2 separate regions of the Mus musculus genome follow, and region 2 is linked to region 1. A link is a contact called in public Hi-C data. All regions are on one chromosome and are shown on one strand. The core of a region is the stretch at or near the end of the contact, and the rest is flanking DNA. Distances in the headings are between cores, read along the strand shown.

Region 1 (6,049 bases), core at 2,605-5,104:
CTTCTGATCCAACTCTCCAGCTCCTTCACATATATGTTTTTAAAACAGTGTTTCTGTATGTGAGCCTGACCTGGGTTCAAACTCAGAATTCCTCTGCCCTTCAGTTTACTGAGGGTTGTAATCTCAGGCAAACTTACATCACCATGCCCATCTTATCTGCATATTTGGCAAGGACAAAATTCTGAATGTGTGCCTCTGAAGAATCATTGCGCAAAGAAGCAAAACTCAGACTAACTGCCTTTGTCCTGATGGTAAAATAAATCGGATTTTAAATTCTGGTAAATTGATGCAAACAGAATCTGTCACTAATGTGAAGCAGTAGCGAAAATAAATTTGGATGAATCCCTAAAATTTCCTTTCAAGGAGATCCCAGTAGGCTGAGGACATAGCTCATTAGTATAGCACTTAGGCGTGGGTTCTGTCCCCAGCACCATAAAGCAGGTGTTGGGAGCATGAAATTATTCTCCTGGAGGAGGGGCAAAGGTCATATCATCCCAGGGAGGGCACCCTAAGTAAGGTTGTGTGTTGCAGTGGGTAAGGCCAGAAAGGACTGAGGTAACCACTGAACAGGAGAGGGGTTTGGTCTGCGCTCCATTCCTAAGCCCCATACAGCAGTGAAGCGTCTACCCCAAGGCTGGGGTACCCACTGGGACAGAGAACTCCACATATAATGTGGTGCACCATGATAATAGACATCACGGAGGTCCCTGGCTCCACTCTACCTGCCAGACACTCACTGGAGGTAGCTGAGCCTCTCAGGCACCCATGTGGCAGACGGCAGGTGCACTCGCTCCCGATCATCCTGCATCTGCAGCCGGATGGGTCGTCTGAGTCCCCAGGCAATGTTGAGGAGTCCTTCGATGATCAGAGTCCCTTCTTCCTGTGGGAGAAACACAGGTCAGTCATTTCAAAAATCCAGAAGCTTCCCTAAAGATGTCTGTCCTTCCTCTTTGTGACCTGCTCGGGAACACGATGCTCAGCCCCCCAACCCTCCCAGGGAAGAGCGAGCTGTGTGTGCATGCTTCAGTGCACGAGGGCAGGGACCAGCAGGAGGACACATGAGGTGTTCCTTCCGCTGCTAAGTCCAGGCCCGGCCAAAGGCAGGGCGGAGGCCAGCATGGAGCTGCTGAGTCAGGTGTCCCCTAGGACACCGCAAGTGTCTGGCAGGCACGTCTACACTGCCGGGAGGAAGCACGAGCGGGGGGAGGCATGCCTGGACACTTGTACTGGGCTAGGCTCCTTGACTCAAAGGGCACTGGGACAGAGAATCCCATAGCCACCAGGCTCTACTGGACATCCTACTGTCTGTGTTCCCTGCCTTGTTTTTCTCTCCACACATCCATCAGTGGCAATGCCAACTGCCTTTTTTTTCCCCTAATGGTGGATGCTGGTTTGCCTAACACTTCTGGGACATTTCCATGGTCTATCATGAGTATTTCATGCTATTTTCATACTGAACCTTCAGCCTTCTCCGACTTCCTTAGGTCTCCAAATGAAAGGACTGCTACTCAACCCACAGTATTCCACCCCACAGGCACCCTCCTGACTCTGGCTCAAACTTCTTCGGTCCTTGGTTCTTTGTCTCTGACGTATTTCCAGCCTCTCTCTCTTCATGGGACTCTCTAGGCTCCCTGTACTCTATGATTACTCCATGAGCAACTGTACTGTCCGGGACCTACCTGAAACCTCTGGCACCACTGAGAGACTCCAGCCTCACTCTCTCATGGCTCTCACCCTATATTTTATTTATTTACATATACGTCTTGGGCCAAGAACATTTAATATAAGAGTCCCACATGTACCCCTATTCTCCCCGTACCTCTTTTCTCTTCTCTTCTCTTTGGGTATTTATTCAGTGATGTTCTACATCCAGTTACCGCTTAAACCGTAACTAATCTCTTTTCATATCTATTTGCCACACAGTTCCCATCTTGGATGGTGGCATGGATAGGCCTACTAACCATGATTCATGATGGCTAACACGCACACTGAAGATGTTTGAGAACACAACGGATGATGGTGATGACGTGGGGTCTAATTAAGAGTTCAGCCAAGCTTCCTAATCCATGGAACAGGAAGCTAAGCAAAGCCTGCGATTAGGTCTCTGCTATGGAGTGATGCTAAGGCATGGTGGTGAAGGGTGTGCTAAGTGAGGTCTGAAGACTCACATACTTAATGGCTACTTAAACGTACAGCACAGGGGATTGCAGTGGGCCTGGTGCTGCCCCGTGGATCTCTAAGATTCATTCATCTGGAAGAACTGGGGTCCCTACTTCTCTTTCTTCCCTACCACTCTTGATAGCCATCTTCCTTCTTTCTGCCTCTATGCATTTGAGTTATTTTGGATTCCACACTACACTTAAGTGAAATCATGCCCCACCCACTGCCCCATGGAGTCTCCTCTCTCTTCATTGTCCTGGAAAGCCCCCGTGAAAACAGGGATGTCATGAGAACCTTCACGTGGGGATGGCCTCACCCCCACTCACAGTGTGGATCTCATGGTCGGCTAACAGTCATGCCTAGTTTCAAACACCTCACTGACCACAGAGAGAAGAGTCTAAGGCTATCAAAACCACACACAGCTTCCTGATACGGCCTCACAGTGTTTGCCTAAACAGTCAGGCAAAAGGCTGGAGTCCTGTGGAATCATTCAGGTGTAAGTTGGGAATTGTCACCTGACTTAAGCATTGTTCAGTATCTCCAATGTCCCCATGCCTTTACCCATGACTCTAATGCTACACTTGGAATGCATAGACACAAGACCAGCAGCTCACCATGCTGCAGGAGGCTAGTGTCTGTCCAGCCCTCATGTATCAGACCTGAACGTACTGTTCCCTCTGTAACTCCTCTTCCTCCCGCTTCTGAGGGTAGGTGAGCAGAGGCGCTGAGGCCTGAGAAACGCAAAGCCGGTTCCTTCCCAGGGCTGTCCATCTTGCCTTCAGCTGCCACTGTGTTGGTATCACCCTTGGAGTCCCCTGGTTTCTCACAGCTGCTGTCATTTGCCCGAGCATGGCATCTGGCAGAAGCCACACTACAGCTCCTTACTCAAACCTATAGTGCCTTGCCCTTGCTTTGGTATCATCTGGCCCACCTGACCTGGACCACCCCCTCTTCTGCTGCTCCACAGCCCTTCGGCGCTCTATTTTGCAGCCATCCTGAGTGCTGAGTCACTGCGCCTGCCCACTGATGACTCCATAATCCTTCTCACTGGGAAACAGGCATCATACGTGGTGATTTGTCCACAGTATTTGCTATGCCATTAGCAGTCACTGGCACATGCCTGGCCAACAACGGGCAAGCAAATTTCTCCTTGAAAGTATCTGAGATGTTATGAGAGAAGTCAGACAGACTGTCAAGCTGCCCCGGCACTTGTGTAAGGTGATGTCCCTCACCCTGCAAGCCTCATGTGTTATCATGATCATAAGTGTAGGCCTGGAACTCAGCAAAACTTAGCACAAGGCTGGCGTGTCACAGGATCACAGGTCCTGGGGTAATCCATAGTAGAAAATACTGTGCTATACCAGACAGGGGTGGAAGCCCATGGGGGTCCTATGGAGGTCCCAGGTTCCAGCAGTCCCCAGGTCCCAGGAACCCCCAGGCTGGCTTTGCTCTCTACCCATAGTAAAGCTGTCTAAGTCAGGTGAGGTGGCTGCCCCACACCTCACCCTACAGTGTAAATATTTCCCAACCTCCTGCAGGCACATACACAAATTCCAGGCTGGCAGCTGGGCCAAGCCCCACCCTCTGTGCTTTCCCCTGAGAACCTTCCAAAGTGCTGTTATTTTGAGCTTTTCCTGACAATGATTGATGACCGGAGGAACCGTGTAAAAGCAGCAGTGTGTGTTGGGTTTGCCAGACCGCACAGGGGAAGAAACCACAGCACATCGTCCTGACTGTCCTCTTCCCAGGGACCAAGAGCTAGAGACCCGGCTGTGACTGCCCGCCTCTGGGGCTTCCTTTAGAGGAGACAGTCTTTACCCATCTAGACTCCTGCCACCCTGACTGCTGACTTACAGGTAAGAAGAGCAGCCACCCTTTGGCTTGACACTTTTAAAACACGGGGCTAGTTTATCTCTGAGAGCATCTCTCATCCCGAGCTTTCACGGCCTGACTACTGGATAGAGAGCAGGGGGGTGGGTACCACCGACCACTATGATAATAAGGTGTTTATACAAGGCCTTTGTGTTTACAGGAGAGCTGTGATGTCAAAGCTATGTCTCCGTGAATTTCCCCATATATCCCTGCCAGTGGGATGTTTATAACCCTATTTTTCAGACAAGTAATTAGAGGTTTAGAGAGGTGACATTGCCAGTCTCTAAGTCATTAAGTGGCAGAGACGAGTTTAAAACCTAGGTGTTCTCTGACCCCACATTAATACCCCCCCCCCCGTTTTCTTACCTGTTCGTTCTTCATTTTAAAATTTTTAATTAATTTATTTTATTTTATATGCATGGATATTTTGCCTACACTAATGTATGTGTGCTACACACATGCCAGTCAGACCCCTGGAACTTGATTTATAGATGGCTAGAGCCACTATGTGTGTGCTAAGAACTGAACTCAGGCTCTCTGCAAGAATAAGTACCCTTACCACTGAGCCCCGACTATCTGGCTATTCTTAAACAACACTAATGATGAAGCCTTAGTGAGCTGGGTACTTTGGTGGTAGCTGGAAGGATGAGTGCGGGTGGGGGCAGGGGGGTGAGCCTTGGTCTCAGATCTGCAGGTTTCTTATTGTTTTCTGGGTACCCGAGCCCCGTGTAGCATCTCCGATGAGGGAGAGGAAGTAGGAGGGTGTCAGGGTGGCATGGCGGGCTCGCCACTGGTTTCCTCTTGGCTAACAGGTTGCTTTTGCTTTATTAGCAGCTATGAGGTCCCGGCTTCTGCTGCCCGTGCCCCATTTGCCAACGATTCGGGAAATGTCAGAAGAGCTGTCACATGGGGCAGCTGGGCAGGAACCCCCAGCGTCCCCCAGCCTGGATGACTACGTCAGGTGTATCTGTCAGCTGGCACAGCCCACCTCAGTGCTGGACAAGGTCACAGCCCAGAGCCGTCCCAACAGACCCTCCCGGCCAGCCTGGACTCGAGAGAAGAGGCGCCAGGCCGAGTCTCCAGGAGACAGCTCTCTTTGCGTCAGCAGCCTGCAGCCCACACTGCCCTCTCCCGGCACTGACAACCCTCTGGACTGGCTCTTTGGGAAGTCACAGGGAGAGCAGGCAGATGGGAGAGGTCGACCCAACAGGACTGGTTCTTCAGATCCCTGGGATGTGCCCAGACAGATGGGCAAGGACACGGGGAGACTCTGTGAGGCCAGGGTACCTGAGCACTCTCTGGGAAGAAAACCAGGGCCCAGGCACCAGACCTCCGACCTGAAAAGCTGGACTTCTAGAAAGTCCTGCCGGGCCTTAGCGTCCGTCTCCAGCTCTCGCCCCAGCAGTATCCTAGGTACTCTCTATTTGCACCTCCCAGTGATCCATGAACTCTAACTCCTACCCCAGGAAAAACCCATAAAGGATATGGTGGGCCCCTGTGCTCTCTCTAGCTTTCCTCTCCTGTGGTGGACACTTCCTGGCAGGTCTGCAGGGACTGGGCAATTCCTAGTGAGACCCATCCTCTAAAGAGCGATGACAGTCTAGCTCCCACAATGCGACTTTGACTGGTACCTTTTGTGTCTGGCTGGCCCGTGACTTTGAAGCGACTCAGTGTCCTCTATGTCTTGGTTTTATCATGACTAAAGTGAGTGTAGGTGGAGTGACCACCTCCCAGATTGCTCTAATGAGGAGATGCGGGCTGTACTCTGGGTGGCTGCCACAGTCTCATGAGAAACCAAGGGCAAAGGACCAAGGAAAAGGGTCTCAGGCCCCTAAAGCAGTGGCTTTCAACCATCCTAATGTTGTGACCTTTTAATACAGTTCCTCATGTTGTGTGACCCCCCAACCATAAAATGATTTTTGTTTCTACTTCATAACTGCAATTTTGTTACTGTTACGAATCATGGTGTAAATCTTTGAGCTTTCCAGTGCTCTTAGGTGGCTTCTGTGACAGGGTC
Region 2 (6,049 bases), core at 2,502-5,001, 120 kb after region 1:
TCCACTGTTGGTCTGGTATGAGGCCTCTGGCTTCTGCTACTCCATCAGTACTGGGACCTCCCTGGGACTCCTCTCAGATATCCTGTTGTTGCCCCGTGTCACGGAGATCCTATAGTTTTGGGTCTGCAGGACTGGTCCCTTCACACATTCCAGCAGTTCACCAATGGAGTACATGTTGAGGTAGACCAATTGAGAGGTATTTGAACTGGTTAGTCAGTCTCATGGCGCTACCAGCCCTGCTCACCAGCAATTCCCATTACCAGAGCCAGTTCTCTATCCTGCTGTTCAGCTGAGACACAGAGCCTACATTCCCAAGTGCTGCAGCAGGTGAGGGACAGAGCCAGCTCTCTTGCATGCCGTTGGTGGCAAGAGGCAAGATGGGGGGGGGTGTCATCTCTCTCTTGTCCATGTCCCACTACATGACAGACAAGTGGTGAGGACAGCTCTTCCATGCTCCCGCCCTCAAGGTTGGCTTGCCTGTGTCCTCCCCACCCCATCCCCACTGTCTGTCCTGTGTGTCTGCCTGTATTCACCCCCTACCCGCCAGGGTCCCCTCTCCTGAGTACTGCAGCTGGCTAGGGGCAGGGTCAGCTCTCCTGCTCTCATGTCCCCAGAACCAGCTCTCCCAGGATGCCCAGCTGAAGGGTGGGGCCAGTTCTGCATAGCCTACAGACATCGGCAACCCCCCAGGTGGCAGCCCAGACCAGGGCTATCCATCTGGCCTTTGGTGGTAACAGAACCCTGCTGCTTTAGGGTCACGGACCTAGATGTGCCCCCTTACCCGTCGCATGGCAGCACAGGCTAGGACCCCACCATGGTCCCAGTTGCCATCCCCAGCTACCCCCATCGGGCTGTTCTTCCGTATCTGCAAATCTCCAGTTCTGCCTCTTCATTGTGTTCACATCCTTCTGCTTCTCTTTCCCTTCTATTTTTCCACCACTTCTTTGCTCCTCTTAGAGGTACTTAGAGTTTCTGTGTGTCTGGGGCCATCTCAAGAGCAGTCTTAAGAGTGTTATACCCTACAGGGGTCATCTTGAGCATGGTCTGCCCCTCCCCATAGGCCTGTGTGGTAGTTGTCGTAGGCTAGCTCCCCGTTCGGTCCCCAAGGAGCTGGCCTGGTGGTCATTGCTGGCTTCTTCATCATCCAGTCTGCCCAAGTGGCCCCAAGTGAGGGTTGTCTATTTTGGGCTCACTCCCTCCTGAACCCTCAGTCCCAGGCAGGGCTCTTCAGGGCTCCAGCTTGCTCCCAGCCCTGGGAGCCCTCAGGGCCTGCATGGAACCAGACTGGTGGTTGTCTCAGGCTAGTTCCCTGTCTGAGCCCCTGGTCCTGGACTGTCTCAGGGTTTTGGTTTGTTCCCCTCCCCCACCCCCACCAGCCCCAGGGAGTGTTAGTTAGGCTATCATTCAGATATTCATAGGTCAGAACACTGAGTACAGACTCTCCTTTCTGCCACTTACTGACACACATGTGGCACAGCAGCTGCACCTGCAACGTTACTGCAGGCTATGTAACGTAGGGGTGACTACGTTTTGTTTGGTTTTGGTTTTTGTTTTTGTCAGAAAAGCTGTTACTGTTTTGCAGATGCTTCTCCTCATCGTCCAATGTATGACTGCGATGGTATGATTTCCCCTTAAGTAGAAGAACACGGGGAAAAACACTGATGGATTTCCAGGTCATTAAGGAACCAGCCTTGCGTTCTTGGGAGGTACCCTAGCTAGTCAGGGTGCACTGTCTGTTGGATTTGGCTTGCCAAAGTTAGGCTTTAAGTGAATATGCTTGCTTTGCGCACCTGTGTTTGCATCTGTGCTCATGGGGTTATCTGTCTGGAGTTTCTGTTACTTGTAACATTTTTGATGGAGTTATAGTATTAAATGGTTTCTTGCAACAATCTGAGCAGTAGTCGATTCTGTACAATTTCCTGGAAGACTGGAATCAAAATGAACTAACCTTTCAATGTTAGGTGAAAGGCCATCCGAAGCTGAGATTTTCTATGTGGGATTTTTTATAAAAGTATAATGTATAATAACAGAGATAGGATTATTTAACATTGTGTGTTTTATTTTAAGTACACACATTTCCTTCAAGGGCTTTGACACTTTAACTTATCAATATATTAAGTTTTTCATAACATTGTCTTATTTTCCTTTGGACATCTGTAGAATCTGCAGGGCTGCCAGCATCCCTCTTCTGTTAGCAGCTGGGCCACTCTTCCCTCCCATCCTTTCCCTTTCTCTTCTTGCTCCTCCCTCTCCTCCAACAATCTGACCACTGGGCTATCAGGGTTTGTTGTTTGTTTGTTTGAGACACAATCTCTCTATGCAGACTTGACTGTCCTGGAACACACTCTGTAGACCAGGATGGCCTTGAACTCACAGAGATCCTCCTGCCTCTGTCTCCTGAGGACTAGGATAAAAGGTGTCCCCCCCCCCCATGCCCTGTGGTTTGTCAATTTTATTGACTGTCTAAAAATTTTTTCCAGGTCATAATTTTTTGTTTTCCTGTCTTCTACTGTAGTAATGTATTATCTTATTTTGCTTCTTCTTTCCCTTCTGTTTCTTCTATATCTAATTTAATGTTCTTTGTCTTGGTTTCTAAAAGGGAAGTTGAAGTCATAGACTGGTCTGAAGTCATGAGAGCATTCTTGCTTTTTAACTTAATTTGGGGTTGTAGATTTCTTTCCAAGATTTGTTTCCCACCCAATTGTGTTATGCTGTGCATTGGCAGTCAGTTCACTGGGCTTCTGTCTCATCTTGCCTGTTGGAAGGCACAGACACTTTTTATTGGGTGTTATACATTATTACTTTTTTTTCTTATTTTGTGGTGACTGTTTTTGTATCCTTGCATATACCTCTGAGCTTGCTGTTGAGCTTCACTCTCATCCTGGCTACAGACAAGATGGCTCTATCTAGGTTCTGCCTGTATGAGTTCTTAGGGAATCAGTTCTCAACCTCTGGGTCGTGACCCACTTTCACAGTGACCCCATTCACAGGGGTCGCATATCAGATATTTACATCATGATCATAACAGTAGCACAATTATAGTTATGAAGTAACAACAACATGAGGAACTGTATTAAAGGGTTAGAGCATTAGGAAGGTTGAGAACCACCGCCTTAGGGGACCTGCGTTTTACTGTAACTACTAACGGCCTTGCCTGAAACGAGGGTTTCTGATGGTTCAGTGACCCTGCTAGTGGCCAGGACCTGCCCTGGCTTTCTGTGTCTCTTTCCCTCCAGTCCTCTCCAGTGGCTCTCCTGGTCATCTCCTCATTTGCATCTATGGATCGTTCTGGGGCTTACAGGAGCTTCTGCATCTCCAGTGCATGCAATGCTCCCTCTGTCCAGGTTCCTAGCCTGGGCTTAGGTGGGCGCTCTGACTTGCGCAGCCATATGCTTCCTCAGTCACACTTTCAAAGGCATGGCCTGGATCCTCTCCGGTCAGTGACGTGGATCAATCACGCGGCTCTTTGTCTGTGCTACTTTTCAAAACTTCTTTCGTCAGCAATTCATTTTCCCCCCTTTTGTTATTTCATATGGGCAGGTCCCGTTAACCTCATCTTGACTATTTCATCTAATTACAGTCTTACAGATAACAGGGGATGTTATTTTTCCTACTGTACAAAGAAGGAGCACTCCACTTGGGTAACTAATTCCTTAGGATCTAGGTCTGGAATGTCGAGGCACCGGTGAAGAACCGGGCTTTGGTCAACTTTTGAGCTAGGGCCGCAGGATCTGTGGCGGCAGCAGTGTCCACTAGGGGGCGGCAGAGGCCCGGCGTGCTCTGGTTCATCCTTGGGCTTTCCCTTTGCTTCCTCCCTCTAATGCTAATTCTTGCAAGTTCCTTACAACCCTGGCGACTTCTAAGCTTATCCCGGTTGCTCCACAGCTTTGCTTCTTGGACTGTGGGATGAGACACTCCTCACAGCTTTTCGTTGCAAGTAAACAGAGAACAGAAGTCACAGCAACTTGGAAATAAAGATGTGCAAAGACTGGCTGGATTTGGACGGTCACTAGTTTTCTGGCTGTCTTCTCTACAGTTTGGCTTTGTTTTCAGACTCTTTTCCCACTTAGTCAACCAGCTGCCTGCTGCTGTTCTAGCCTCACATCAAACAATGCAGAAAAAGTGAGATCTTCTTAGGCCACCCATAAGTCTTGGCTCTACTTGATGGGATCAAATGTGGGGTACACAGGTTTCCTCCAAACCCTGACAACAGCGGCCTACCGAAGCAAGGACTGGCTTGGGTCAAGTATGTTTCGCAGTCAATGTCTGTGCTAAACAGGCTGAGAGTCTGCACTTATCTCAAGCTAGTAAGAGCCGACCTTAGGAGCTGGGGTGCAGGCCAACCCCTTGAAAGCACACCAACGCATGCTGTAAGAGCAGCTGAGGCATGTTGGTAAGCATTTATAGATATTCATAATGGGAGAGTCCACAGGGCCAGGATCAGACCCAAGGCCCTAACAAGTGTTCTCTGTGTGAGCTGCTACCTAAGGGCTCCCTGCAGACTCAAAAGCAGCTCACAGCCACAGAGGGTTTGTAGCTCCTGCCCTGAGAAGCCAGTGAGGTGAGGGCTGGGATCTGACCTATTTATAGTCTGGTTCCTTTGCTGTCTCAGAATAGAGTAACCACCAGGCATAATGCTAAGATTGAGTAAGTATCTAAAGGTCTTCAGAGAACGCACTGCTTACTTAGAAGGGAGGAATGTCAGTAGATACAGCACGGAACTAAGAGAGCCTGTGGGAGCTACGCATGTACATGAGGCTAAAGGTGCACACAGTGACAGCATTTCCTTTAGCTTGTGGAGGCCAATCTGTGCCTTAGAGAGAGCATCTTCATGATTTGATGGATCAGGGAAATGAGCCATGGGAAGAAGGGATGGACCTGGCAGGAGTTGGAGGAAACGGGAACCAAATACCAGTAAACTTAGAAGTCCAGGGCTCATCACTTCCTTTGTCTCCAAAACACATATAGTTTGTTGATGTTACTTGATAGTTTCAAATCCTAACATCCTGAAATGGGATGTGGGGTGGAAAGCACAAACAAAACAAAACAATGAGCCACACCTGCCTCTGATGAAGGTGTTAGATACTCGGTCCCCAGGCACAGGCTGCAGAAGACAGCTGCGGGTGTCAGGTGTGTGCAGGAAAGCTATATCTCCCTCCACATTCCCCGTAACTTGTACACATTGAGTAGGGTTTCAAACCCGGCTGCCTTGGCAGTGAGATGGTTCTTTGGCTCCTCAGCACTCCAGATTTGTGACATCAGAAAGGTAGACTGGTTTTTCTGCTCTTGAAAAAAAAAGAAGGGTTGTTTCTCTAGCTGAGGGAGAGATAGACACATGGGTAGCTGGCATAAGTTTCTACGTTGGCAGGGTGATGAACTTAACAACTGGCTTCTCATGAGAACCCCTGCAGTGCAAATGCGCACCATCCACTACCTGCAGCGATCAGCTCTCCGTGTTTCTTCTGGGCATTGCCTTCTTCTTGGCGCAGCCTTTTATCAGGGACAAGGACTGACCCTCAAGGGGCAAAGCACAGTCAAAGCCACTTGTATTATTTACCTAGACGTTGGCAGGACCACATGTCATTTTTCTGGGGGTGGGGGTGGGGGGAGGAAGGAAGGAAGGAAGAGAGAAAGGAAGGAAGGAAGGGTTTATTTTGGTTCCTGATTTAGAGATTTCAGTCCTCCGGTGTCAGGCCCGATGCACTCGCAGGACATCATGTCAGCAGGACTGTGTGCCTGGAGAACAGCGGGTCATGTTGTGGTGCACCAAGGGGTAGGGAGAATGGGAAGGAGCCATTTATAACCTTCAAACGCTCTTCTACTGAGGGTCTAGTGAATGCCCTTATCAGTCACACCCTTCTAGAGGCCTCAAGCTTTGAAACAAGCGTTTAAAACACAAGCCTGTTGGGCCATTTTAGACTTGAACCGTGGTACCATTCGGGCCTTGGTGGAATGAATGCAGTTGCCTGGGGTCACTTGGGGCCTGATACATGGGCACCATTCCTGGTCATACTCTGGATTCCACTGGGGTCCTATTCAGTTCAGAATC

What was found. Hi-C and Micro-C count contacts between places; a contact is called where the count stands out from the background.
Region 2: a contact with region 1 is called in a Hi-C map of uterus, with 3 times the contacts expected there. The contact joins the enhancer-like site here to the promoter of Depp1 in region 1. A contact is called at or near these places in 5 of 39 promoter capture datasets (the 3T3-L1 cell line, the C10 cell line and neutrophils), 2 of 15 datasets of contacts at CTCF or cohesin (large pre-B cells and pro-B cells), 88 of 484 Hi-C or Micro-C datasets (B cells, the C10 cell line, the CH12 cell line and 56 more), 3 of 115 datasets of contacts at active chromatin or transcription factors (astrocytes, embryonic stem cells and kidney) and 3 of 9 other capture datasets (adipose tissue, liver and pancreatic islet).

Annotation. Positions count from the first base shown.
Region 1 is chr6:116,646,830-116,652,878 of GRCm38.p6, forward strand. Depp1 (DEPP1 autophagy regulator) reads left to right here and starts at 3,855. Exons shown (of 2, transcript NM_145980.2): 1 at 3,855-4,016; 2 at 4,864-6,018. The coding sequence starts at 4,869. The coding sequence ends at 5,486. Rassf4 (Ras association (RalGDS/AF-6) domain family member 4) reads right to left here. Exons shown (of 11, transcript NM_178045.4): 4 at 738-880.
Region 2 is chr6:116,764,145-116,770,193 of GRCm38.p6, forward strand. It overlaps the pseudogene Gm22882. Among named protein-coding and RNA genes, the nearest start is that of Gm36788, 8.1 kb to the right of the region's middle. Within about 2 kb of position 3,752, at least 14 of the 459 cell types and tissues checked have an H3K27ac peak or open chromatin away from gene starts, as enhancers often do. A contact at or near this core is called in bone marrow-derived macrophages and uterus, where this site is marked.